Regions from separate parts of the Mus musculus genome. Here region 2 is linked to region 1. A link is a contact called in public promoter capture Hi-C data. All regions are on one chromosome and are shown on one strand. Each heading gives the region's core, a stretch centred on a gene start, on an enhancer-like site or on the middle of the called end of the contact. The rest is flanking DNA. Distances are from core to core; before and after follow the strand shown.

Evidence for each region. Promoter capture Hi-C pulls out the DNA fragments that hold promoters and counts their contacts.
Region 2: a contact with region 1 is called in a promoter capture Hi-C map of the HPC-7 cell line, with 5 times the contacts expected there. The contact joins the enhancer-like site here to the promoter of Agr2 in region 1. A contact is called at or near these places in 7 of 39 promoter capture datasets (3T3-L1-derived adipocytes, the C10 cell line, the HPC-7 cell line and 4 more), 2 of 484 Hi-C or Micro-C datasets (cerebellum and ventral hippocampal neurons) and 1 of 9 other capture datasets (liver).

The regions. Positions count from the first base shown.
Region 1 is chr12:35,991,257-35,994,238 of GRCm38.p6, forward strand. It overlaps Agr2 (anterior gradient 2), which reads left to right and starts at 1,669. Exons shown (of 8, transcript NM_011783.2): 1 at 1,669-1,713.
Region 2 is chr12:36,665,646-36,668,562 of GRCm38.p6, forward strand. The region is part of intron 9 of Crppa (CDP-L-ribitol pyrophosphorylase A); the gene reads left to right. Among named protein-coding and RNA genes, the nearest start is that of Mir5099, 150 kb to the right of the region's middle. Within about 2 kb of position 1,341, at least 8 of the 459 cell types and tissues checked have an H3K27ac peak or open chromatin away from gene starts, as enhancers often do.

The sequences.
Region 1 (2,982 bases), core at 419-2,918:
AGCTAGGAGGAAAGCCAGGGCTCTTCTACTCCACTATCTTAGGCATTGGGAAATGGGTGGGATTTCGGGTCAATTACAGTCAGCATCCTGCTTCCACACTCTGGATGATGATATCAGAGGTGACACTGAACACCCTGAAACTTTAGTTTCCACGCCTGTAACAGAGTTCCATGCAACAGTTCAGAGCGACATAGTCGTGAACATAGAGTGAACTGAGGAAGAGGAAGAGGCTTGGGATGAACGTAGGGTCCCTGCTTCCACAGGAACAGGACAGCCTGGGAGGCTGAAGCATCGGCGATTCACCTTCGCTCAATCCTGGAGGCTCCACACAGACCATTGATGTGTCAGCAGCGTTAGGTTCTTCTCTTCTTGGCCTGTAGATGAAGTCATTATGTGCCTGTGTCTCTGACCTAAGTTTCTTTCCTATGAGAATAACAGTCATATTAGATTAGAACCCAGTCTAATGACCTATTTCACTTACTTTAAATTTCTTATTCATTTATTTCAATTACTTTCATTTTATTTACTTACTGTGGTACTTAGAATCAAATTCAGAGCCTTGCACATACTTAACAAATGCTTAATCTCTCTTTAAGACCCTCTCTCTGTGTATGATCATCTGATGAGGTCCTGGGAATTACAGCACATGGATTCCTTTAAAACACATCTCAACCATACCTCTTGGTAATTAAAAACATCTCTAATTTGCTGTAATTCACTATAATGATATAACAGCTATCCTGGAGTATTCCTGTGTCTAATTTCATGCTGGTAAAGCTCTGGTTATGGTACAACAAAGATGAGGTAATTATTACAACATCCTGCACATACTGGGGTATCTGTGGCATCCTTGGTACATCAGTCCTGAAACGAAGCCAATATCTACAGTAGCTTTGAGATGCGTAGGCGAGGGTAATTCTTTTATGCTACTGAGGTGGTACTGTGTGGTCATTCTTTGTGATCTCCTGATGTTGCGATGCACACCCACAAACACACATTTGTACACATATATTAATCATCAGGGCCATTATTAGCTCACAACATTATCCTATCCTTCCTTTCTTCAATAACCTCTCCGAGTTTGAAGAGTCCATGGCGATGATTTGCGGGGTTTATACCTGTGATTAAAGCGCACACAAAAAATGATATTGTGGAAAATAACATGTCTTGTGATCGAGCATGGCCAGCTGTATAACTGTAAGAAGGATTAGAACTGTGAATCATCCTTAAGAAAAAAAAAAAAAAAAAAAAAGCTAAATAAATGCAATCTGCCCAAGAGGGAGGAAATGAATACCTATAAACCACAACTTCTATCCAATCACATACAGACAAATCAGCCTTCAGACCAATCAAACGTCTTCATTTAAAGCTTACCTGGACTTGGCATACTGCCCAGCTTTTCCAAAACTACTCACAATAATACCTTCAACAACAGTTAAAAAACGCTGGTACTCAAACAAAATCAACAGCCTTTTCAACGACTGCTTTAAAAAAGACCAAACAAACAAACAAGGAACGTCTTAACCCAGAGAAGACAATTGCTTGGGAGAGGAAAAGTTTGCTTCTGAGTTAGCAGCCTGTGGAAACAGGATTAGTGGGTGGGATTGGGGTGTGCTCTGCCCATAAATACAGGCTCAGCGCTGCGCTGGCACACTGAGAAACTTGGACGGCAACCCTTGCGGCTCACACAAAGCAGGAGGGTGGGAAGCCCAGGTAAGGCAATTGACAAGCATTGCACTTGCTAGAGTAAGCTTTGGTTGCTGTGCACACAGTTGCAGGTATTCAACCGACAGGATGAAGCCAAGGTTCCCGGGGCAGAAAGCAGGCTCTGGAAAGAGTATCGCCCAATCTCATGGCAGCTTGCAGGGGCCTTTCTTTAGCAAAGAGCAGTGGAGGATCGCATGCATGCCTAGGTTCAGTGTGACACTTGACCCCTCAGGGAACTGGAGGTTTGTGAGTGGGAGGGTGAAATCAAGAGTTTTCAAACCTGTGTTAGGGTTCAGAGAATTCTGGGTGAATCGCTGCTCCTCTCCCACTAGGTAACGCAAGGGTAACGCAAAGGCCCCTGGGTTCCTCCACTGTAGAAACTCAGCTCAGACGAACCCCTGGGATTATTGCAAATCAGGAAACAGTGTACTTAAGTCGTCTTCAGTTTTTAAGACTGTCAGAAGGGAGAGCTGGGCACTTCCTGAAGCAACAGCAACAGAGTTATAGGCAGTGCCAACGTGGACATTAATTGTTCAAGACAAGATGGGGGCAGAGCAACAGTAAAATGCACCAGTTTGGGGGAGGGGGTGATCAATGGCACGGGGGAGGGGAGGGTCTGCAAATTATCAATGCCCCCCCATGATGTCTTCAGACACTGGGGCTTTGTGCTTCAAGGGGTTTACAGAGGATGTTTGTAGAGTAGACTGTGTGCAGAATAGAATGTTTTCATTATGAAAATGCAGTAGAGTGAATTTCAGAAAGCCATAATCTCAGAGCGGGATGTTTGTACAGCAGTGTTATCTTAACCTTCCTTGACGTATCCTGTCATAAAATGCATAGGACATATCAATAGTTCCAGCCTGTAATCTGTAGAGCCATTACAAGGAGTCCTAAGAGCCATTTATACAGCAAACAATTGGACTAAATACACCGCTTTGCCACCAATTTACTTTTACATTTTCAACATATGTAAGTGCTGCTATAAACAACATGTAATCAAATATTTGTTAATAAAACCAAGGAAGGTAATCTGTACTTCTGAACCAGCTTGTATTCCAGAAATAGTATAAGTCTCACATGAAGTACTTCAGCTTTAAATATTAAACAGAACTCATAATTCTAAGAAGGCTGCTAGGTATTGCTAGATTATAATATACTTGAGTTGTTATTATAAAATTTTAGATGATAAGAATCATTGTTAGCATAGCATTCCTGCATCCTTATATATGTAGAAAAATATGACATATCACTGCTCTGCCTTATAGCTTTTCTGAG
Region 2 (2,917 bases), core at 91-2,590, 670 kb after region 1:
GATGGTAATGGGAGGAAAGACTAAAAGATGGTAATGGGAGGAAAGACTGTAAGAGATGGTAATGGGAGGAAAGACTGTAAGAGATGGTAATGGGAGGAAAGACTGTAAGAGATGGTAATGGGAGGAAAGACTGTAAGAGATGGTAATGGGAGGAAAGACTGTAAGAGATGGTAATGGGAGGAAAGACTGTAAGAGATGGTAATGGGAGGAAAGACTGTAAGAGATGGTAATGGGAGGAAAGACTGTAAGAGATGGTAATGGGAGGAAAGACTGTAAGAGATGGTAATGGGAGGAAAGACTGTAAGAGATGGTAATGGGAGGAAAGACTGTAAGAGATGGTAATGGTATGGGAGGAAAGATAGTAATGGGGGTGACCGTGATCAGAGGACAGCAGGTGAAGCCGTGAATAGTTCACAATGAAACTAGTTATTTTTATTTTGTGTGATTAACATACACTAACTTTAAATAAATGAGGCAAACTACAGATCTCGTACTTGCTCTGAATAGTCTGTTTCTTACCTGTGATATTTTTTTACTCACTGACTATCCAAACGATACCAACCTGAACAGGGCACATCCTGGTGCAAACTGTCTTTGCATTGTTTTAAGTCCTGGAAATAAACTGTTCATCTTGTTACAAGAATATACTTCTACAAGACTGTTGTGGGTAATTATAGAAATTATGCCTCTGACCTTGGAATGGCAGCTGTTTTCCTTATATCCCTATAATGATTACTATCTGTTTTTGCTTTCATAGCTGACTGTTCAGTATGTGGTAGTCTCTCCCATTCTTTTCACCGGAAATGTGTATAATCAAGATGGACACTTTCTTTCTTGTAATTATTATTGCTCTGCTAGATTTTAATTATTTATAGCTGCCAGGCATTTATTGTTTTTTTTAAAGGCCTTCCAATCCCAATCAAAATGAATAAACAATTAAAAGGAAGAAAGATTTTGCAGCCTGTCTTTTCCTTTTGATTGTGTGTGTTCTATATAACACTTAAATTATTCTTTATGAAATTAGTATATCCAGGAAACTGGAGAATTATGCTTTCGGCTGAGAGAATGGAAAACATGTTAACATTTCCTTTGTTGGGTTTCCAGGATGCCACAAGAGAATCCTAATGTGCTGCTCTCTGTGTTCTGCCCAGATCTTTTTCAGCTTATTCTAATGCCGGAGCAACAATTAAATGTTGCTTAGTCTTTCCTGTGTCCTACACCTCACTGCAAACATGTCGGCAGAGAAAGCAGACGTTTGTTATTTCTCAATATAAAACAGACCCTGCCAGGGAGCCTGCCAAACCCCATCAACCGTGACAGTCAAATCAATGCGTGTTTGGTTTAAATTTTTATTTTTGCCTTTGCTCTGCTTGCTGGGCTCTGGTATCTGTTGTCCCGTATGGCTTATCACCTTGTGCCTGACAGTTTCTGACATTGACAAGGCTTCCTGCCTACCTTTGTAATGTATATGCATGCCCATATGACTATAACAGAAAATGACATTTTGACTCAGTAAATATTTGCTTTCAGTCCACTACATCTGTTTTACAGGCTCCTTTTTCCTTTTATTCCCTTATCATTTGGGAAACCATATGTACTTCTAGCTTTTGTCTAGAAGTTACAAATCCTTGACTTGTGAGTGTTTCACCTCTCCTCTTAGGGATTTATTATGGACCCTGGGGATTTAGTTCTCTCATTAGTTTGTATCAATGCCATAACACAGAACTGAGCTTGGTCAATTGTGGAGAATGGTTATGGAGCTGTGAATATGTGTTATACCACATAGGAAATTTTCTGGTGCTGATTCTTAAAATGAACAGTTATATTTGATATTATTTTAAAGACTCTGTCCTGCAGGTGTGCACATCCATGCACGTGCGCGCACACGCGTGTGCACACACACACACACACACACACACACACATTATGGACCTACCCAGGTTCACACCTATAAACCTAGGACACAGCAGGAAGTTTGGCTTCAAGTACGACATGGGTAAGAGCAATACTTATTGGGGAAGGGCAGGGAAGTCATCTAGAAGCATGCTTTCAGTGCTAGGACTGACTCTCGCACTGCTATTGAATACTGATGTTCTGTAGTTTTGGCTTCTTGGTTGGAATCTCTAATTTTCAGTGATTAATAATAAAGCTTTAGAAAAGCTATTTTCCTTTCCTTGGAATAAGTGTCTGAATACTGGAATTTTCCTCATGCGGTTTGTTATACTCTGATACCCTCTTCCCAGGGTTTTGAGTTATATAATCATGTTTAACTGTTAGTATTTCATCTTTTATAGACACATTTGATTTTATATTAATTTAAAACTAGTAATGATCTAAAATAGATCACCTTGTGTGTGAAAACTGACTCAGTATAACTTTAAATTTCCTTCTCAGCATACCAAGGGTTTAATGTACATTGAAAAGCCCTATCTTTGTAGAGGTATTATTTGCATTGCTTTGCTTTCTATCCCTTTAAACGGTCCACCTTTATCTCTATAAATAGAGTTGCTTCTCTTTAATGCTAAAGAAAATGATGCCCACTGAAGAAGTTAAGGAAACTTTATCCCATGAACCACTGCAGGAGTAGGCCTCCACCGCCTGAGCCTAACATGCCCCAGCAGTGGGCGCGCTGGGAAAGCAGGGAAGGGGAAGTGGGAAGTGGGAAGGATGGGAATACAGACGAGGAGACAGTGATGTCATAGTTTTTTTTTTTTTCTTTTTGTCTTCTGAGACTGTGCTCTACAAAGTGAATGGAAGCTTGATTCTAGCTGTCTGCAGTTTCTCTCCATTTGTAAAATTCAAACGCTGCTATCTGTCATATGTACTGATGGGATTTGGGTAACATTAACTTGAAGCTGGGCTTGTGGCTGTAACCCTAGCACTCAAGAGGCTGAGGCAGGCGGGTTATGAGGAGATT